Linked DNA regions of Mus musculus: regions 1, 3 and 4 are each linked to region 2. The links are chromatin contacts, called in public HiChIP or PLAC-seq and promoter capture Hi-C maps. All regions are on one chromosome and are shown on one strand. The core of a region is the stretch at or near the end of the contact, and the rest is flanking DNA. Distances in the headings are between cores, read along the strand shown. Region 1 overlaps Tns3 (tensin 3). Region 2 holds the start of Tbrg4 (transforming growth factor beta regulated gene 4). Region 3 has its middle 240 kb from the start of Tns3. Region 4 overlaps Tns3 (tensin 3).

Region 1 (5,526 bases), core at 768-3,267, 1.9 Mb after region 2:
GTTCTTTCTAACTTGCTCTGATCACCCTTGGTTCATGAATCAAAGGGAGCCTACTTGTCTCCTGCCCTGGCTCAGAGGCCTCTACACTGGCTCTCTTTTGAGGCAAAGGAGACTCTACCAGATCATCAGTGTGCATCCAAGGGGGCCTCAGAACTCTGCTCTATCGAAGGAGCACTCTCCACACAGTCTAGCTCCTGAGAAAGGAACACCATGTATAAACAGACCTTTTATCCACAAAAAGTAGCCAAAGCTGTTCCTATTCACAGTGTAAACCAAGCAGGTCTAAAATCTGAGGTCCCTGGATGCATAACATTGAATATAGCCATTAAAATAACCTTGAATCTCTAATAGCTTGGTGGCCTAAAAGAGAGGGGGGAAAAAAGTCTTACAGTCCAGGAGTCTTATAATCCAGGCTCAATCTAGTTCAAGGGCAAAGCACACTCCCTGCCTTGACCTTTCCTTCTACCCTCATGCCCAGCCCTTCACAGGACCCATAAGACTCAAAACTATTTTTATTCTCTGTCCTGGAACCTATAGGGGGAAGCAAGACTGTTTAAATACTGCAGGGTGTGTTTGATATCACAAGTCTTGTGTGCAAACCTTAAAAAACAATCTCAACTCTGAGATACCAGAAAAAGGCACACAGGGCAGTGGTTTCCAACTGCCAATGACTGAGCTCAACCTTCAGATAAAGTTCTACGTAAGAAGCCAATATGAAGACTATAAAGAGGTAACGGTGGGACCAGAGGCTGAGGGAGGGCTTGCATAGGAGGCAGGATGGAAAAGGGATGCCCTTTAAGTATCAGCATGAGGTCTCGAAGCTGCAGAACTAAAGTCAGAAAGCCACTGGCCCTGGAAATGTCACTGGTCCAAAACAACTCCACCATCATCAGCAGGAGACGCTTCCATAAGACTAAGCATGTTGGTCCCCCAGTCCAGAGCTTCAGGGCACAGGGAGCTAGACATGTAGCTCTGACAAGCAAGGCAGGGTAAGGATGCTCGGCTACACAGAAGACCTGTCTGAAAAGACTGTTCTAGATGAACCTTTTGTTTTTTTAAAGCTCCTCCCTTTGCCCTTAAAATGCATTCACAGACAAATTTTCTCTCCCTTGACTCCTTAAAAGAGAAGAGTGCACAGGCCATAGCCCCACAGGCTTGATCTCTATTCCTTTCTTGGTACATTTTAAATCTCCAAGAGAAAAGAGGGGACTACCATTCAGCCAAGTGTGAGAGGAAGGGGTGGATGTTCCAGGGGTAGGAACACATGAGCTAAATACACAAGGGGAAGAGCCACTAATCACAGCTTCCTGTCTCTGCTGTTTTACATCCCATGGACCAAATACTGTAGTCAAAAGCTTTCCCGGACTTGGCAGAACTGAGAAACACAAGACCTCAGGCTTTGTAGAAATAAAGCTGCAATCTCACATCTCCCTGGCATTGTGAGGGATGGTACTCCCATGGAGGACGCAGAAGAGAGCCAGGCAGGTGGACCTGCGACATCACTGGGCAGCCATTTGTACCTTAATGGAAGGAAATGGTGGGAAGTCACAACAGCAGAGTTTCCATACAAGACTTGAGGTGTGAGAAAAGAAGCTGTATGGAAGGAGCAACAACCTGGCTCCAATCTCAGGAAAGACAATGAAAGGCAAAGCAAGAACTTAGCTGCTATTCCCACAGGTGCGACTGGAGTGGAAAGGTCCCCAGCCCCGGGGATAGAATACAAGGCTAAGACTGAGTCACTGTGTGTGTTAGCTAAGAGGGTGAGGTCATCAGAGAAAGCTAGAGATGCAGTCCGTGACTGCGATGCAGAGGGGAAACTGGCGTGAGAGTGATGTTGCATGACAGCTGGACTACAAAGACATGGAAACTGTAGTGGGACAGATGGACCACCCCAGCCTCCATCACCTGCCAAACTCTCATGATGCGCCCTCTGGAAGGTAGAGTGAAGCACCCGAGGGTGTTTCAGGAGATGGTGCTCCTGCTTCCTCCTGGGAGGGAGACCTCAGGAGAGTGCATAGGCTGGAGACTGAGAGGTGAGGGCAAAGGTCAAATCCACTGAAATCTCAGTGCCACCTCTCTATCCTGGGGCCATCACTTCAAAACTCATAAGATTCTTGCAACACTACAGAATGACACACATTTTCAGACAGTTTTTCTAGCACCACTTGGGAATTAAAACAACAACAGCAGCAACAATAATAATAAAAGTCTTCTTAATGGGATGGAAGCCAGGGCCTGGCACTTGTCCTTTGGCAGCATCGACATCACACTTTCTTTCCCAACAGGTTCCATCCATTTTCAAAAGTCAATAGTCCATGACTGGATTACAGCTCTGAATACTGAGCAGAGGCTTCCCAGGGGTCAGACAGCTATTGAGAGCCACTGCCCTCAGCTTTGTCACCCTGCACCTAAAAGTGCCACACAACTGTTACATCACAGAGTCAATGAAAGGAGACCTTTGGAGCCTGGGTGGCAGCAGAGTGTGGCCTCAATTTATCAACAAGAGGAGGAGCTCTTTAAGAGTAGGATTGGCTACCCATAGGGATCATTGTCCCTTAACAGCATAAGGTGTTCCGTGAAGTGCTTTTCACCTAACCAGCTCAGCAGGCAGGACTCAGAAAGGGCTGAGTGTACAAAGGGCTGAGTGTACATTAAGAACGCTGTCATAATAAAAAGAGTGATTGTAGTAAGCACAAACAAAAATTAAGTTGAGAGATTTTTAAAGGCAGAGTTCTCACAGACCATTCTGATCCAAATACAGAAGACTATGAAGTATAGACAGGCACAAGGGCCCTGCCACAGTCCTGGCTGGAATGTGAAACGTCCCCATTTGTTCACGTTTAACTCAATTCATACTCGTACCACTGTTTTGAAGGTTGGGAACCCTATGGGTGGTGGGGATGGATGGATGGATGGATGGATGGATGGATGGATGGATGGATGGAAGGATGGTAGGATGGATGGATGATGATGGATGGATGGATGATGGATGGATGGATAGTTGGATAGATGAAAGTAGCTCACTAGAGGTTAAGTCTTTGAAGGTTATATCTGCCCTGGTTCCCATCCATATTTTTTGCTTCTTGCTGGATGCCACAGAAACAGCCTTATGCAAGCTGCCATCACCAGTCTTCCCTGTCGGAATGGACTGAGAACTCTCTGCAAGTGGGAGATGAAATAAAAAAACCTCTGGGGCTTTATGCTGCTTCTGCTGGGCATTTTACAACAGGAACAGGAAAGCTAACTGACCCAGCAGCACTATATAGAAAGTTCTTCCATAGCTTGCCTGCCCTATTCAACCTCAGACTAGCATCGCCCTCACCATTATCCACCATGGCAAACAATCTCCCCCCTGGAACACACACCTAGTCCTCATTTGCTTTCCCATACCTCTGCCTGCCTCAACCTCCTTATGCAGCTATGCTAGCTGTGTTGAGCTATGGCACACACACTCCCATCAGTGATATTTCCAGCAGATATCAAGATCTTTGGAAAATCTCTTCATGACTATTTATGCCACAGAAATAAGATCTAGAGAAGTTCTATCTGACAGTCACCCATTCATGGAGTAGGGCTGTAGCCAACACCAGGTGAAGAAGAAACATATCTCTGGATGCTCCACGGGAGCATCTCATCCTACCGATGAGGAACTGCCCAGGAGGAACCCCATGATTCCCAGAAGTTAACAGAAGCACAGGAATACTGAGCAGTGGATCTGGCCATCTTAGGACTGCAGATCTGAATGCCCTTTGGACTGTCTACTCCACAGCCGCAGAGGGAACTCTCACACAGCTCAATTATAGCTGTCTAGGAAGTCAAGCCTGAGCACCAGAATGGAAGGTATTCCCTTAAAGTGTCAGAGTCCAAACCTGGAGATGCCCTCATATGGCTCACCCTTAGATTGGTAAGGAGTGTGGTCAGAGTAGGAGGTCAATGCAGAAAACCAAGGGTTTGGGAATGGCCCAGCAACTCTCATGTGCAACGCCAAGCCACCCGTGAGTCTTCCTTCCCTCTGGTCCTTGTTTGATCTGTGGTTGTGATACCCATCCACTGCTGAGGGCCTGAAACCCCCATCCTCCAGGACTAGAACTGCTCTTGACTAGAGAGCTCTATAAGCCCTCCTCTACCTCCCCTGCCTTCCAGACTCTAATGCCTGTGGGGTATCCTCTAGATCAGTGTTGTGCTAGGGTTTCAAGCTTTATGGATCTTCCAGCCTCACTGTCAAATAACAAGACATTTATAGCTTTATAACACTTCAGGATAGGGCACAAGTCTTGTATGCTACTATTAGTCCTAAAGTTTACACGCTGGACCTCACATACTGTCCAGTAGAGATGCCCTGCATTCAACACTTGATGGAGTGACCACTCTCTTTGCTTTTTTCTTAATCACTGTACTCCAAATTCCAGTCTATGGCACACCCTCTATACTACTAACATGACTATGATTTTTGGTCAGCCTACCATGTCTGTGGGTTCTGAAACCATGGAACCCACCAATCACAGATCAAAAAATTATTTAAAAATTGCATCTGTTTTAAAAATAAAAGATTGTGTGTGTGTGTCTCTTTCTCCAAACAGTGAAATATTAATTAGTATTAATATTGTGGTAGACATTATAAGAAACCCTAGAATGGGTTAAGCGTGTAGATTATATGCAAATCTTATCTCACTTTGAAGATCGAAACTTGAACATCCATGCATTTTGGTGTCTGAGACAGAGTCCTGAAACCAGTTTTTGCCAACAATGAAGAAGACTGCTCATATGATGCATGCTGATGTGAACGAATATATGATAAACATTCCTCCCTTTGTTCTATAGAACAAAGAGAAATAGAACAAAGTCAGAGCAAACACACACACCACCCAGAAGGGACTAGAGGCTATGGTGATGGCACTGTGGGTTCTTAAATAGGAGATAAGATGGCTTTACAGAGAGCCATATGCACAGCAATAGAGGGCTTGAGGCCCAACGATGGGAGAGGGAAAGCCAGTCTAGACTACCCAAGTAAGAAAACAGCAGAGAAGAGAAGGAGCCAGGACTCCAGGGACAGAGTCCCCAGCAACACACCACGCACACTGATTACCCTTATGACCTTCACAGAGGTCATGGGCTGCTAGGAGACCTTCCTTAGCCCATCACAGCCAAGTCAATTCTGCATCTCCCCACCAGCTAAGTAAGTCCATCTGCTCTGGTCCATGGGAACGCAATCCACCTAATGATATCCAGCACAATTGTCACACAGAGAAAGGCAGACAGGGCTCTGTCCTGAGTGATCCAAAAAACAATACAACTCACAGAGGGCGCTAACAGTAAACTCCAGGAGGCTCCCAGGGCGCTTGAAGGCCCCATCTTTTTACTGTTCTTGGGAACTGCTGTTCCTTTCATCTCTTAAGAGGGCTCATAGGTTCTTATGAAGATGAAATAGCACAGCCAAGCTTACTGAAGGTGGCCACACCCACACCATGAGCTTCTTGGCACCTTGCCACACCAGGACATTCTTCCCTGTTCTGGGTGATAGTAAGT
Region 2 (5,811 bases), core at 2,863-5,362:
AAGAACGCTGGTGCCTCACACAGGAAGAAGTGGAGCTCTGCACTGAGGGAGCCTGCTTGGAAGCTGCGGGCATGGGGCCTCTCCGACTCTGCATATCTAGGCACAGAGGCTTTAGAGCTGCAGTTTTCAAACCTGGACAGCAGCAAACCCCACCATCATTTTACACCATAAAGACCTGGTTCCAGACCTCAGAGATAATTTAGAAGGCAACCGTGCTTGCTAAGCCCGGTGAATGGAGAAAAATGACTTCTGTAAGGTGTACTCCAACTTCTGCATGCATTCTATACGAACACAGGCAAAACAAGTTAACTATTTAAAACCACAAACACTCCGTCTCTACTGGGATTGTCTTATAACTAACTCTGTAAAACAATGTTCAGTCTTCTATTTTAAGACTTTTGGGCTAGTGAGATGGCTCAGCAGTTAAGAGCACTGACTGCTCTGAAGGTCCTGAGTTCAAATCCCAGCAACCACATGGCCGCTCACAACCATCTGTAATGAGATCTGATGCCCTCTTCTGGTGTGTCTGAAGACAGCTACAGTGTACTCATACAATAAATCAATCTTTGGGTCAGAGTGAGTGGGGCTGGAGCAAGCAGAGGTCCTGAGTTCAAATCCCAGCAACCATATGATGGCTCACAATTATCTGTACAGCTACAGTATACTTACATACATAAATAATTATTAAAAACCAACAACTCAGAACTCAAACCTCATAGACTAGGAGTTTATTAAGTTTATTTTATGGGCTGGTCAGTGGTGGTGCATGCCTTTAATCCTAGCACTTGGGAGGCAGAGGCAGGCAGATTTCTGAGTTTGAGGCCAGCCTGGTCTACAAAGTGAGTTCCAGGACAGCCAGGGCTATACAGAGAAACCCTGTCTCGGAAAAACACAAAACAAAACAAAACTTTATTTTATGAGCTATCTACTCAGAAGAGACAAGTGAGTCTGACCTAATGCTGTATAATCTATGTAACATGCTTAACAAGAAAGAGTTCTTTCTATACTATCTATCCTGTTAAAAATAGCCACATCTTACAGTGATTTAAAACCTACAACATTTAGCCCAACCTTTATCACATGGACTAGGAAGTGAGGGTCAGTCTGGCCAGTGCAGGTTTGTACCCCACTTAGCTGATGGAACCCAGGGAAGAGCTGTGTGAAGGAGTCTTTCCTCACACTGGACACAAAGTGGCTGTGGTTGAGTAGGGCTGCAGAATCACACAAATAGGCCTTATCTCATCCTCACTTTTATTCTTTGAAGGTCTGAATGTGGCAAGAATGTAGTCCTAGGTCTAGGGACCCTCCATTAACCATACTGCATCTCTTCTGACTTCAAGGAAGTACAATGGGCAACCAGATATTGAGAGATTGGTAGGGATCTAAGTCAAGGCTCTGCTGTTGAGCAGGAAGTACCAAGGGAACTGGGAAGAAGCAGGCTCATCTCCTCTACTCCTGATAGCAGGCCAGTGTTGGGCTGCTTGTCTCTGAAGTACCTAACAGGCTCCTGAGAGGATAAACAGAAAGCACAGCAGGGTTCTTTGAAAACTAGAGTAAGAAATGCCAAGGGAATGCCTTGGGGGGGGGGGGGTACATACATACTTATAATCTCAACATGCAGGAGGCAGAGGCAGGTGGATCACACACACACACACACACACACACACACACACACACACGTGGGAGGCAGGCGGGTGGTGGGAGATAGATATCTATGGAGGACAGCCAGGGTTTCACAGAGAAACCCTATCTTGAAAAACTAACCCCCTAGCCCCAACCCAAATGCCCAAAGCCCTGTCTACAGTCATTACCAGTGGCTACCCCGCCCTGCCCATCCCCCATGCACACAGTAACTGCTCACCTGACTATCAACTAGCTTGACAAGTCGCTGAAAGCGAGCATCCTCTGCAAGCAAGGCCTTTTCCTTTGGCTTCTCAGACAGCAGGTAGGACAGGCGGATGAGGATGAGGGCCGCGTGATTGTGGTGCAGGCTATGGTCAGAACCCAGCAGCTCCAGCAGCTGCTCTGGTCTGGAGGCTTTCTCAATGAGGAAGTCCAGCTCTTGGTGCTCTGGGTACGGAGTAAACACCTGCTCTTTCCCCAACAGCTCCGCCAAGGAGCCCGAGGAGGGGGAACTGACAGAGGACGTCAAAGTCTTGCAGGACACTCCAGCAAGTCTCAGTCGGCCAACTGGGGCAACAGTAGGAACTAGGCGGGTAGCCTCTCGAAGCAGGCAGGTACACCGCTTCATCAGGCGAACGGCCATGATGCTGGGCGCAGGGAAGAGGGAGGGAGGGAGGGAAGACTCCTAGTAGGTGACTCCGAAGTCCTGAAAAGAAAACGGAGTATTACAGGACACCATGACAACGGCAGGAAGACCCAGCGATTCTAAACAACTGCCCTCAATCATTACAGCCATTACATATGAGACAGCACTTTCTGAAGCATAAGTCTCGGGAGCTTCTGCTTCAGGAGAGAGTGGTCAGATAGCACAGCTCGGCATTCAGCCCCGGACGCACCAGGCCTGGTTGTACTTTCAAACTCTCCAGGTCCTCCTCAATGCTTCCTTCATGCAAATCTGGGCACGTTTCTAATTTTAAAGGAATCCAGGATCAAAAAATTATTGGCTTAAATATTCTAAGTCGAACGATTCTTCCAGATAACCAAAATTCAGTCCCTAGCATCCTCATTGAGGGACTCACAACTGCCTGTAACTCCAGCTCCAGGGACCTGACTCTCTCCCGGGCTGTGTGCCTGCATGTGTCCCCGTGTTCACTTATATACATAGAAAGAAACAAGACTACAATTACTTTACATAGCTAAGGATGACCTTGAACTTCTCTATTCCTCTTGCGGCCACCTCCCAAGTGCTAACATTAAAGATAGCCAATCACTCCTGGTTTATTCAGTGCCGAAGATCAAATCTAGGCCTTTATGTGAGCTAGACAAGCAGTTCCAACTGAGTCACACCCCAGAACCCTTAAAGCAAAACTCACAAATTGAATCGATCACCGCAAACAAGCCCTAACACCACCCAGAGTCACCACCTTGCCAATCTTAATCCAACCCCTACAATACAGGCTCTGTTCCAACTACACTTCACACTTTTATCTCACAATGCAAAACTGGCTACTGCGTTCTCTGCCAATCACAGGGCACGGCATTGCCTTTTTCTAAGTCCTGCAAAATGTTACCTTTTTCGAGAACACGCTACATAACCACATGACGTTTCTTTCGGCAAGTCTGCCAGTCTTGTTCCCTAAGGTGAGATAGAACCAAATGAGACAAGTTACTGGACTTTGCTTCAACTAAAGGAGAAAACACCTCAATTTTTTCTGCTTCCGGGATTCGGGTATATAGCTAGCTTAATTTTACTGTTATGTGAACACATTACTGCAGCTGTAAAAAGATTAGCTTAATTATACTTACACGGAAATAAAATATGGTTCAGAAGGGGGACATCTGCCCAAACCCAATATCCATCACTTACTGAACCCAGACAGTAAAGAAGCGCTGGAGAGCCGGGCGTGGTGGTGCACGCCTTTAATCCCAGCACTTTGGAGGCAGAGGCAGGTGGATTTCTGAGTTCGAGGCCAGCCTGGTCTACAGAGTGAGTTCCAGGACAGCCAGGGCTACACAGAGAAACCCTGTCTCAAAAAACCAAAAAAAAAAAAAAAAAAAAAAAAAAAAAGCACTGGCAAACTACCGATTTTCAAGACCTGCGACTAAGTAAATATCGACCCTGAAACCTAAAATGCAGAAACACGAAAAGTGACTGGCAGGGGACGCCAAGGGTCACTGCGGGCAGCGGAGCTTCCCGGGATAGGCCTCGTGTCTACCGCGGGCCGAGGAGCGCGTGCGCAATCGCAGCCCGGAACCGAATTTGCAACCGAACAGCGCCCTTGGGGCACGGTGTCGAGAGTCCCTTTCCTGGCTCCCCCCACAACAGCCCCGCCGGTCCTTACTAACTGCTGCCCTTCCCAGCCACGCTTCCCGTCTCGGATACCCACGTTCAGAAACCCGGTCTCTCCAGGACGCCAGACTGCGGCGGCGATCACCCTCACTGACCTCCATCAGCCTACGGCCTCCACGCGGCCTGGCGCGCTCACTGACGTCACTGGCGCGCCGCCGGAAGCTAGGTGGCCCAGTGCTCCCGGACGGAGGCCACGCCCTCCGCCCCTTCCGCAGTCGCCATCTTTGTTGCGCTCAGGCTTCCGGTACTGGGAAGTGTAGTGAGATCCTGGTCGTGGGAAACGTAGACGGGAAGGAGAGGGTGAATTCTACACGGCAGGGCACGTCGGGCCAGAGTCTCCTACTTGTGCGGAGTTTGGGTAGCGACTCTGATGTCAGCCCGTTCTGCCCCACTCCCTTGGGCCTTTCACAGGTCCTGTAGGAGAGGCGTGAGTTGGGACCGCCGTGTTGACTTTGGGGTTCGGGGCGGGAAGGCATTGCCAGGTGTCGGGTAATTACAGAGAAGCGAGTTGTAGCTCCAGCTGAAGGTCTTTTCGGAAATGCAAGCAGTTTGTCTAGATTAAACAAGTAAAGGACATACCGTATACAACGGCACACCGATAAATTGCTGTAATCTCAGTAATGGAGGCAGGAGGCCGAGGGCTAGCCTGTACTACTGTGGAGGCCCTGCATCAAGAAGCAGAATAGCCGGGCGTGGTGGCACACACCTTAAAACCCCAGCCAGGAGACAGGAAAAAGGATCTTTGAGGTCGTGGCTAGCTTGGTCTACATACCAAGTTTAGGACAGCCGGGACGACCTGGAGAAGGCCCTGCCTTAGCGCACGGCAGGACTGAGGAGATAGTACAAAATGCTGGGTAGGATGGTTGGGAGGTGAGTTTTCCCAGTAATCCCAGTGCTAGGAAACCACAGACGGCATCTCTGGGACAAAGGTGTATGTGTGCATGAAGAGATCACAGGAAAACTTGGGGAAATTTGTTTCTTCCAATCATGTGGGATCTGGGAATTGAACTCACAGTCAAGTGGCCCCTAAACTAACTGTCTGTTTTCCTAGACAGCGTTTCTCCTTGTAGCCTTGGCTGTTTTGGAACTCGCTGTGTAGACCAGGCTGGTCTTGAACTCACAGAGATCCCCCTCCTTCTGCCTCTGGAGTGCAGGACAAAAGACATGCCCCACCCCCACCCCCAGGTCCCCACTAAGTTATCCTGCTGGCCCTAATTTTGTAGAAAGGAAAATTTAACTTAAAATTTTCCTTGAAAAATCTTTATGTTTGTAAGAGTGTATTACTTCTCTCCTTTGTGGCTAAAATCAAGCGTAAACGCTGGTTCTTGTTAATAAAAGATTGCTGAATTATCCAGGGAAGCTTCTCTTGCTTTAGCCTTACAGTAGCTAGCATTATATTGCCACACTAGCTTTACCTTGGTGGTTCTTGTTTAAGAGTCTCATGCTGAATTCAAAATTTAGCTCAAAAAGGTCAGAGATAATATAGATATAAAACTCCTAAGGGGAAACACATTTTTACTATCTTGGATTAAACAGTAGTTTCTTAGTAGGAAACCAAAAGCAAAAATGACAAAAAGGAAAAACAAACAAACAAAACAAAGATAAAATGGACCAGAAAGGAAATGAAGGGTTGCAGTGGTGGACATACCACCACAGCCAGCTGAGAATGTATAAAATTCTTAGTGCTGGGACTGTTGTCTTGGAGGCCTACTGCCTCTGTTTGCTAAATAGGCCTAGTCCTGGAAGCTTCTAGCCTCTGTAGAATCTTATCTAGGCCTAGAATGTTTTCAGCCTCTGAGACTTGTTGCTGAATAAGCTCACCCTTTCTAGCTTCTTTT
Region 3 (5,216 bases), core at 1,190-3,689, 1.8 Mb after region 2:
CCCTGATTGGCTGAGCAAGCCTGCCTGGTGAGGTGATGTGACCTGTGGTGATTGGTGGGGGCGTGGTTGTGGCTGGAGTGGAGAAAAACACTTGTAACTAGAGAGGCTGGGGGGATTTGAAGAAAGTAGCTGCCTGAGTAAACTGCTTAAAGAAGAACCGGTGGTTGAGTCTTTCTTGCTGGTCGAGTGGGACGCGACAAGAGATCTCCCTGATTTGCTGCCCTGCTAATCCCATCTGTGATTTTTTTAAAAAAAACACCTTGAATAATAACTTCTTCTCATAATCAGGCCCCAAACACTGACACCATTGCACACACTAGCAAGATTTTGCTGAAAGGACCCAGATATAGCTGTCTCTTGCGAGGCTATGCTGGGGCCTAGCAAACACAGAAGTGGATGCTCACAGTCAGCTATTGGATGGAACACAGGGCCCCCAATGGAGGAGCTAGAGAAAGTACCCAAGGAGCTAAAGGGGTCTGCAAGGCTATAGTGGAACAACAATATGAACTAACCAGTACCCCCAGAGCTCATATCTCTAGCTGCATATGTATCAGAAGATGGCCTAGTCAGCCATCAGTGGAAAGAGAGGCCCATTGGTCTTGCAAACTTTATCTGCCTCAGTACAGGGGAACGCCAGGGCCAAGAAGTGGGAGTGTGGGAGGGAGGGGAGTTGGGGGGGAGGGTTTGGGTGACTTTCGGGGTAGCATTGGAAATGTAAATGAAGAAAACACCTAATTAAAAAATAATAATAATAAAAATTTAAAAAATAAATAGTCAATCAAAAATAATAATAATAACTTCTTCTGATACGTGGCTATAGCAGCTCATATAGCAGTTCTAGGTTGGAACTTACTATCTGAAGCCACCTGGATCCATGTTCCCAGCCAATGGTCACTCATATTAGGCTTGGAATAAATGGTCTCCTTTCCTTCCAAGGACAGAGCTGTGTTTTTAGCGGACACACCATACACAATTAAAGGCTGCAGAGCTGCTTTCCAGGACCCATCCATCTATACACACATTCCTCTTGTTTCTTAAACCAACACCAACTGGAAAAGCATCTGTGGATAAAATTTGTTTTCAGCTGAGTTAAAAGCATAGGTCCCCCAAAAATGGCCTGCTCGGGACCATAATCCCTGCTAGGCTGTCAGCAGGGGGGAGAGCTTCAACAGATGTCACCATCCCCAAGGCCTCCGGAGCTCATCGCGCTGTTAAAGGTCTCCTTCACAGGGGATGTCTATGGAAGTCGGGCGGCATAGCAACCATTTTACTCACAAGTGTAAAGTGTTAGAGTATTCACAGTTCACTCTCGCCATGGTTTTAGAGCAGGCCCACTATTCCACAGAGAAGGCGCTTTTGTCTGGTCTCCAGATGCAGAAACACACACACACATACACACACACACACACACACACACACACACACACACACACACACAAATACCCAGAGAACTATGCTTCTGCAGAGGTAATGAAGAGGAAATGGGAATACACAAGGGGGTCAGAAACTATACATACACACACATACACACACATACACATACATACATACATACATACATACATACATACACATATGTCATGGCAGACAGAGCTAGCATTCTACCCACAAGGTTAAACTGCTAGAGCATATTCACATGTAACAGACAAAGAACAGCACCCTCTCTCCTTCCCTTAGAAACCTCCACAGAACCTGTTTCAGCTCCCAGGGGACATCCAAGGAAACATGAAAACACGAGGACAGTGCTTTATGTGCTGGCTCGTGTCGGCTACCTCTGTTCTGGGGGCATGGATGATACTGGATTATTTGTGACACTACTTATGAGACCGACCTCAGGTTTTCAGTCTGAATGTTGGACTTTTTGCAACTCCTGCCATAGTTGGGGTGATAACACCACTTGTTGGAAACATTCCCCCCACTCATTTGATTGTCTTCCTGGCTTCCACACGCCCCGTCAGGTTTCATCTGGGACTAACGGGAGGGCTGAGGCCTGCAGTTGTCAATAACTAGGGAGCTCTAAGTCCAGGGTCTACCATGAAGTTCAGGTCCAACCCAGGCCATAAGCAACAGGGCTTCAGTAACTATACTTTTATCCTCTAAGGCAGTGACTCTTAACCTTCCCAGTGCTGCTATCTTTTAATACAGTTCTTCATCTTATGGTGACCCCACTCCAACCATAAAATTCTTTTCCTTACTACTTCATAATTGTAATTTAGCTGCTGTTATGAGTCCTAATGTAAATACCTGATATGCAGAATATCTGATATGCGACACCTGTGAAAAGGGTTGTGACCATCAGGTTGAGAGCCACTTTTCTAAGGGGACTAATATTTGCCATTACACTCATCCTCCCTTTTAAGCTGGCAACAATTTACAGATTATAAAGACACCCTGCTGTAGGAAGCTATGATAGCCACTAGGGGGCAGGATCACCTCACTGAATTCTCAACAACTGGCTGGCTCCACGCAGCACAAAGCTGGGGGCAGAGGGAGGAGAGCACACTGGTAATGGAGGTTTTGCTTGATTCTTGGCATTAGAAGGCAGCCTGCACTTTGGGGGAAGCCCGGGAAGCGTGCATGCACAAAGAGGCAGGGACTGAGTTCCTGCAGCCTCCTCTGCTGCATTGTTGGTTGTCCTGAGAAGGCAGGATGTAGAAAGCACCGAATGTGAAACAACACATTCGGTGGTGTGAAACAACACATTCTTTGTGTTTTTCCTTTTGCTGGTGGCCAAGGCACAACCCTAAACTTCATGGTCTATGAACGGAGACTGGGCCACTGCCAAGACAGACTGAGAAGCAAGCTACTCAGTGAGCATGACCACCACACTACTTATGCCTTAGAAGCCAAGGCCAATTTGCTGTTTTCAAACCGTTAAAAGCCGGCAGGGCCACTGAACCTGTAGAAAGCTAATCATAAGCCCGTTGTCACTGCAGGAGGTTAGAGATTTATCAGCTCAGAGCACAGAGGAAATTCTTGTTGACTTAGAATTTGAGGTCATATCCTCACCCAGATGGAGGGGAAACATACACGTGTGTGCCCAGGCTAATGATTCCTGGGACTCATCTCAGCGGGTGGCAGCTTGGACACATAAACCAACCAACCATAGTGATGCACTGCACTTAGCAAACAGCAGGCACTTAGCTCGAGTCTGCTCTGCAGACCTAATCTACTCAGTGTAGAGTCAGAACCCAGGAGACCTGGCACGGGGCATGAAACTGCTGAGCCTCTGGTTCTCCAGTATCTGCCCTACAAAGACGCATGCACAGAGCAAGGGTCTGGATGCTCTTTGTCAAAGTGGGGAAGCTTTTAGTGACACAGTGACACTCTTCCTATCCATCTTTGCCCTGCATAACAGGCTGGAAAAGTAGCTTCATTGCACTGATGAGCCAGTCCTGCACGAAGAGGGAAATGCTGGCCAGGCAACACAGCAGATGGATAAAAGATGAGCTCACTTGTCTAGGTAGCCCTGGAATTTAGACCTGGCCTCCTTACGTGCCAGGCTTGAGGGCTCGTCCAGTAAGAAGTGGACAGCCGCAAGCTTCCTTACCCTTAAGTTAAGGAGTTACTGAGACTGTGAAGTCTCTGTACCTCATGAAATGGTGGTAGATGTTTCTAAGACTCTTTAAATGGCTGTCTGAAGTGTTTACAAATAAGAGGTTCATCTCAGGCCCCATACAACACTGAGGGAGCACAATGAATCCAGTATGTGGGGTGAGTAACGAATGGATTGGGGTGGTAGGCCTCCGTGGTGCCCAGCCCAGCCCAGGCTACATCCAGTCATCGCTGTAACACCTTTCATTTCTAGTACAGGCATTTAGACTTATAAATTTCACTCTGGCCACTGCTTTAGCTACACCCCATGGATGCTAGTTTTATTTTCTACGGAACATTCATTTCTATGTGAAACACCAGGCTTCCTTGCCCACTACCTCGGCCCCACACAAACCCTGCTACTTAGAAAAGTGTTCTCTATCTTCCATGTGTGCAGAGACTTTTCTCACCATGGCACTTCATTGATTTCGAGGATAATTCCTTACTATACAAGAATAAACTCTGTTGTATGGCATACATTTGTTGAATTTTGTCTGTCTGACAGCTTGATCTACTTTGATGGCCATTCCATGAGGATTTTGAGAAATGCCCAACTTTACTATTTCTGTGGGTTGTTCTGTGTCAGTCAGAAGCTGCTGGGAGCTTCCGTTGTTTCAGTTTTCCTACATTCTTCCTGACTGCCGCTCCAGCTGTTCCTACCACTGTCTTGGGCAAGTACTTTATTGACTCCACGGCAAATAAAATAATTGTCCTCCAGCAAGTGGTGCCCGACGGCTTCGGTTAATGTTTGTATAATTTACCCCTCTTACACCTTTTGATTCTCAACCATCCAGCGAGACTGATTTGAAGTCTCTTCTGAACAGCATGTGGCTGGGCTATTCCCAGTCAGCCAACTAGTATTTTGACTGGTGAAGTTTGGTCACTTATGCATTAAGGAAATTACAGTGTGTTGGGGCAAATCTGTTGTCCTATTTATTTCAGCTTGCTGCATTTAATTTTTGGTTTTCCTACTTCTGTCTTCTACTTCCTAAGGGTTGGCATTTCAGAAATTCTATCTTGATATGTTTAGTGCAATTGAATTTAACCCTCCCTCCCATTATTATAATGGATGCTCTGGTAATTAAAATAAAATGGGTGATTTTACTGTTGTCTGGGGTATTTCATTTTTGCTACATGATGAGGCTTGAGAGATGGCTCAGTGGATACAGGCACTGACTGCTCTTCTATAGGACCTGGCTTTGTCCTGCCTTTCACAGCTTCATACAAACCACTGCCATTCAAGCTCTTGTGTGCCCATACAAGACCCAGAATTCCCCCCATGGCTCCTTGTAGGTTTTTTTTCCTTTCTCTTTAGTTTTCAGAAAATTTTATTTCTTGTCATGAATTTTTAAAGTAAAATAATGTGTGCACACTCAAGGCATATGTGTGATGAGACACAGTGATCCGTAGATAGAAACACACTAATAAGTACATCATCTCAGTGTGTGTGTGAAGACCAGCTTCAACCCGCTCATTCCAAGGAAATCTCAATACGGAACACTATTATGACCCACCATCCACACACTGTACTCCAGGTCTCCATCTATCTGCTGGATTTTCAGAACTATAACTACCATCTCCTCCTCTTCCTCCTCCTCTTCCTCCTCTCTTCCTCTTCCTAC
Region 4 (5,415 bases), core at 2,632-5,131, 2.0 Mb after region 2:
AAAGGCCAGGTCTCTTCTCCTCCCTATCGTCTGCCCACTGAGCCTCATGGCCTGGACTGAGGGACATAGTGTCCGTAACTCAGGAAGGTAGTAACCTCATGCACCATACTGGGGGCTTCTTGGTCTCCTCAGTGTGTCTCAATTTCACTGCTGTGACTCAGTCCTCTCTACAAAACCATCTCTCCATGTCCTTGGTACTAAAGGAGCAACTGCAGGCCTGGACCGACACCCAAGATGGTGACATTATCAAAACAAATATAGCAATGATCATGTCAGTCAAATTCATGACTCTCGACCTCTGGCCTTCAGGGACTGTGCCCAGCTCTCACCCTCATTGGACCAACGAGGAGAGGAGGATACATGATGCACAGACGAATGAGGTCTGACCCGAGACCCAAGTCCAAACCTTAACCAAAGCTTTTCAGTTCTCCCAAGCTGTATTCAGGAAGGCTGCATAGCAATACACAAGCACACACACACACACACACACACACACACACACACACACACACACACACGGCAGTAAAGACTCCAACCCCAAGTGAGATCTCTGACACACAATAAGCAAGGACCCAGAACTCACAGCAGTGATGGGGGAGAAACCACGTCCCAGTTCCTGGAAGAAACATTCTCCAGTGAACGGCCCCGCTGGAGCTTTAAATCTTTGGAATGAAAATGTGCTTTGTTATTGCTGGTGGCATTCTGTCATGCTAGTCAAAGCCACATTAAAAATAAAAAATGCAGGGCGTGGTAGCACGCGCCTTTAATCCCAGCACTTGGGAGGCAGAGGCAGGCGGATTTCTGAGTTCGAGGCCAGCCTGGTCTACAGAGTGAGTTCCAGGACAGCCAGGACTATACAGAGAAACCATGTCTCGAAAAAAACAAAAAATAAAAATAAAAATAAAAAAATAAATATAAAAACAAAAATAAAAAATAAAGATGGATGGATGGAGAGAGAGAGAGAGAGAGAGAGAAAGAGAGAGGTGCAGGCAGGCAGGCAAGCAGGCAGGCAGGCAGGCAGACAGACAGACAGACAGACAGACAGACAGATATGAGGGAAAACCTTTTCATATCTCAGTGAATTGACAACTGCTGCATTTAGCAATGCTCTATCAGTTATACACAAGGCTTTTAGACGATTCTTTGAACCAAGGAATCCTAAGTAGACAGAAATGGAAGCAATGACAAAGGTTTGTTTCTTCAGCTCAGATCAGAGGTGATGGAGTGGGTGACAAGATGAACTACGAGAACAAGGGTACTAGAGACACACCATTGTGAAAGCACATGGAAGTCCCTGGATGGGGACAGAAGCTCTACAAGTCAGATAAGCTCCCAAAATGAGTGAGATATTCCCTGCTCACCACAGCATCCCCAATTGCAGGCGCCACTGAAGGTGAGCGGGACACAGAAGGAAGGAGAAAATAAACTAGTCAGGAAATCAGTCCCATCCATGGGTATGTGTGACCAAGGAACCGTGGCCCTTCTCAGAGCAGAGCTGACTGGGAAGGGAAAGCAGAGTTACTCTGTGCCACCCTGCTAGGCTCAGAACAAAAGGAAGAGAGCCACGGGGTAAAGAGGAGAGGCTGCTGGGTTTAAACTGGCTAAGGCAACTGAGCATCACTGAGCAATCCTCTTTGCTCTCTGCGTGTTTTAAAGCTGTCCAGAAAAGCACTTAAAAGGAAAAGTCATTTATCTCTGGGAAAAAAAAAAATAGGGCTAAGACCATTTATTTTCCATCTGTGTGTGTGTGCCTGTGTGTGCTCAGGGGTACACTGACGACTGTGAGCACACACATGTACATATGAACAAAATGCGTGTATGTGTGTGTACATAATATGCATACATATGTGTGTGTGATTTTGTGTGGAGGAAATCTTCCCTTCCTAGTCCCACATGGGAAACACACATGTGAAGCCATGACATTCCTTGTATCCCAATATGCCCCAGCACAACTCCAGTTCAGCCTGAAGACAGCCTGATGTCTCCCATATCAGCAGAACCCCATCTCCCTTGTCCTACAGCTCACCAAGATCCCTGACAGCTGGACAGTCAGAAAGGGCTTCAAAGACTCGAGTCACACTGAAGACCAATCTCAAAGCTAAGAAATCCAGAGCTGGGGACCCGGAGAAGGGAAACCACTGTAAGCTGCACCCTTGCCGACTGTGTTTCTAGATCTCCTCACTTTCCTGCTGCTCATCACAGGCAAGGACCCCAGTCCACATCTACCAGGGGACCAGCCCTCCCTCAGAGCACTCTGGGAGTACACATAGTAGGCCTAATGAGCCCTACTCCAGGTTGCCCAGGTTTTCCCCAACCACAGTGAACAACTAACTACTGTCCAAGGGAGCCAGCACAGTCCTCTAGGCTGAACATGTGCCCTGACTCTGCTTCTGTGCCTCTGTCCCAAGACTAGATGCCAACACTCGGAGAAAGTAGGCATCACTCATCACTGAAAAAGAGCTGGTGGCACGGCCAGGAAAGGATGATTGAGGTCTTATCTGAAATCAAATTCTTCAGCATTATATTCTATAATGAAAACCATAGATTTCAAAGCTTTGTCGGTTTGTTCTTGAGATGAAAGTTGCATTCTGCACTCGGTGGTATCCACCAGCCTCTGCTTACAGGGCCTTCTTTTCGGAGGCTTCGGGCCAGAGGCTCCCCTCCCCCTCTGAACATCAGTCAGTGAAGTCCAGCTCAAAGAAGTCCCATGGGAAACTGCAGAATGCTTACCTGGGCTTCACATCTCTTGTGGTAGGAATACTTGCAGGCTGAAAGAAAGAAAGGATGTCTGTTAGTCATGCAATCTCAGGTGACATTTGCCAGGTCTCCATCCTTGAGAGGGGAAGGCTCCAACAGCATTCTCCCTGACAAGAAGTGGCTGTGCACAGAGAAGGCACACTGAGACAAAGTGACAACTGAGAACCAAGGCATAGCTGTGTGGTTACATGTGTGCTCAGCGTGTATCAGGATTTAGATGATTCAATTCCCAGAACAGGGAGAAACAGGGGGGGGAGGAAAAGAAGGAGGGGGGAAGAGGAACAGGAGATGGGGAGAAGGAGGAGAGGGAGGAGGAGGGAAGGAGAAGGAGGAAGAGGAGGAAGGGGAGGAGGAAGAAGAGGAGGGGGAGGAGGAGCAGGAAGGGGGAGGAGGAGGAGAAAGAGGAGGAAAACCACAACAACAAAAGCTCAGACAGTCCGGGTAGAAATTTATCAGGAGTCTACTTATTTCTCATAAATAGACCGGTATTTTTTAAAAGACTTAATCAACCAAGTTGGAGACACAAAGAAGAAAGGCAGGACCTGGAAAGCAGAAGCCCTTCACATTGGCCTAGAGTTAAAACTGATCCCTGGGGAAAGAGGAGGGGGAGGAGGGGAAGGGAGAGGGGGGAGGGGGAAGGAGGGGGAGGGGAAGGGGGAGGGGAAGGAGGGGGAGGGCAAAGACAGGGGGAGAAGGAGGGGAAAGGTAAAGGAGGGGGGGGGAGAGGTGGGGAGGAACAAAGCCCCAGGCCTTTCATCAGAGCCCTCCTAGAAGAAGGAAAGTCATGAGTTCATTTGGTCTCTGCAGATTTCCACTTCCGGGAGACCCAAGCAGACACTGTCAGAATAAATTCATGTCTAAATTCCTACAGAAGAGTCCTTCAACAGAGGCCATTATGTGAGCAGTGCGGGTCCTGTGTCATGGGAGGCCCCAACAATGCAGACGGGGTGCTGGAACCAATGTGGATTTCACAGGCTCTCCCCTCTGGCCCGGAGGCAGGCCGCAGCTGGCCTCAAGGAATAGGGCCAGTAGCAGCAGCGTGGCACAGTGTAGTGACAAGGCCATACGTGGCAGAAAGGGCAGCATGAAGACAATGGGAAATGAAGCAACTGCATATCAGACCACCACAAGGTCCCTTGGGTGCTTTGCACCACGGAGGCTTCAATGCCTTCCCCAAGGCACCTGCCTGAGACTTCCTGTCTGGGCTCTGCCCCTCCAGCCCAGCTCCCCAAGGCAAATTCTAGGATCTCTGAACCTCTGTTCCCCCTCACAGAACTATCAATGTCAAATGGAATCCTTCATGGGCCCCTGCTTTCAAACTACAAAGTGATGACCAGGACATAAGTGTGCAGAGCCCAGACAACAAGGCCTCAGAGGTCAGAGACAGGGACCAAACAAATTGCAGCTTGGTGCTGTGAGCTCAGGAGCTCAGCAAAGTTTCCACTCTGTTGGGCCACTCTGCCTTCTGGATAATACTTGACCAAAAAGTTTAAGCAAGGCTTAAACAGATAAATTTTCCCAGAGCCTAGGAGTTTGTGAACCCCAGGAGTTAAAAACCTATTTGAGTTTTTATCTGTGGGTGATCTTGTTTTCAACTGTCTGTCCAAGCTTTTAAGACTTGCTAAAATACATACCACAAATATTTATTCTTCTTCCTCTAATCAGCACAACACATAATGGTGACCAAGGGTTTCTAAGACAAGAATGATTTTCACTAGATAAGAACAGAGCTTCCGAGAGAGGTGAAAAACCCAGACATGGAGCTGAAGAAATGGCTCAGTAGGAAAGAGCACTAGCTGCTGATCTTCAAATGGACCAGGGTTCAAGTCCCCGCACCCACGTGGCAGTTCACAACTGTCTCTAACTCACAGTTTTAGGGGATCTGGCACCCTCACACAGATATACAAGACATGTAGGCTACATACCAATGCACATAAAAATAAATAATCTTTAAAAAAAACAAACAAACAACCATACAGAAGCCAGCCCAAGCAGAGGAAAGGAGAAACAGCAGAAAATACAAAATTAGGAAGAGACAGCACTTCAGACACATCAGATAGCTTCATGGTGGCCTTAATAACTATCCCCATGTACAATGAATCACTGCTGTCTGCATGTTAGAGAGGATACTGTGTGGTTTCTGGGGGCAAAGAATATGATGCCTTCTGCCACTTTACAGGGCTACTTCAGCAACCCTGCAGAGCTGCCAATCTGGAAAGAAATGGAAGCCACCAGCCAACACTCAGCTCAGTCTGCCAACTCCATGGGCATGATGTCTCAGTGACAGCAGACTCCAACCTCAGCCAGGCCTTCAGATGATGGGCAGCCTCTAAGGAGAGGCTGAGTAGGAACTGCTTGGCCCCCTAAGCCTCACATTCGCAATCCAAGTAGCAGTGAGAAAGAGCAGAGGCTTACAGTTGCACCAAGGAACTAACGGCCATGCTCACAGCGCAGTGACATCCAGCATCTCTGTCCCTAGTCCAGGTTTCTGCCGTCATGTGCTTACTGCCTACGACCACCATGGAAAATGACGCAGTGTCCCATCACCCACAGGGAAAGCTCCGCCTCTTGAGGATACACCCTAGGTCCTCAGTGGACCATGCTGACAGCTCCCTAATGACCCTTACACTAGCTACACCCTGCCCTCCCCAGCCTGGC

The links. Promoter capture Hi-C pulls out the DNA fragments that hold promoters and counts their contacts. HiChIP or PLAC-seq counts read pairs in DNA pulled down with a chosen protein or histone mark.
Region 1: a promoter capture Hi-C map of liver shows a contact between it and region 2, with 6 times the contacts expected there. The contact joins the enhancer-like site here to the promoter of Tbrg4 in region 2. A contact is called at or near these places in 9 of 39 promoter capture datasets (3T3-L1-derived adipocytes, cranial neural crest, embryonic stem cells and 4 more) and 7 of 115 datasets of contacts at active chromatin or transcription factors (embryonic limb bud, embryonic stem cells, large pre-B cells and 2 more).
Region 3: an H3K4me3 HiChIP or PLAC-seq map of stem cell-derived neural progenitor cells shows a contact between it and region 2, with 12 times the contacts expected there. The contact joins the enhancer-like site here to the promoter of Tbrg4 in region 2. A contact is called at or near these places in 2 of 39 promoter capture datasets (cranial neural crest and second pharyngeal arch cranial neural crest), 4 of 115 datasets of contacts at active chromatin or transcription factors (embryonic forebrain, embryonic stem cells, large pre-B cells and 1 more) and 1 of 9 other capture datasets (liver).
Region 4: a contact with region 2 is called in a promoter capture Hi-C map of pre-B cells, with 6 times the contacts expected there. The contact joins the enhancer-like site here to the promoter of Tbrg4 in region 2. A contact is called at or near these places in 5 of 39 promoter capture datasets (the 3T3-L1 cell line, cranial neural crest, liver and 1 more), 4 of 115 datasets of contacts at active chromatin or transcription factors (the 230-238 cell line, embryonic stem cells and large pre-B cells) and 1 of 9 other capture datasets (macrophages).

What each region holds. Positions count from the first base shown.
Region 1 is chr11:8,508,039-8,513,564 of GRCm38.p6, forward strand. The region is part of intron 16 of Tns3 (tensin 3); the gene reads right to left. Among named protein-coding and RNA genes, the nearest start is that of Tns3, 150 kb to the right of the region's middle. Within about 2 kb of position 2,018, at least 13 of the 459 cell types and tissues checked have an H3K27ac peak or open chromatin away from gene starts, as enhancers often do. A contact at or near this core is called in liver, where this site is marked.
Region 2 is chr11:6,621,955-6,627,765 of GRCm38.p6, forward strand. It overlaps Tbrg4 (transforming growth factor beta regulated gene 4), which reads right to left and starts at 4,113. Exons shown (of 12, transcript NM_134011.3): 1 at 4,011-4,113; 2 at 3,195-3,259; 3 at 1,862-2,329. The coding sequence starts at 2,266.
Region 3 is chr11:8,421,987-8,427,202 of GRCm38.p6, forward strand. No RefSeq gene overlaps it. Among named protein-coding and RNA genes, the nearest start is that of Tns3, 240 kb to the right of the region's middle. Within about 2 kb of position 2,440, at least 83 of the 459 cell types and tissues checked have an H3K27ac peak or open chromatin away from gene starts, as enhancers often do. A contact at or near this core is called in stem cell-derived neural progenitor cells, where this site is marked.
Region 4 is chr11:8,597,825-8,603,239 of GRCm38.p6, forward strand. Tns3 (tensin 3) reads right to left here. Exons shown (of 31, transcript NM_001083587.1): 3 at 2,731-2,768. Among named protein-coding and RNA genes, the nearest start is that of Tns3, 64 kb to the right of the region's middle. Within about 2 kb of position 3,882, at least 64 of the 459 cell types and tissues checked have an H3K27ac peak or open chromatin away from gene starts, as enhancers often do. A contact at or near this core is called in the 230-238 cell line and pre-B cells, where this site is marked.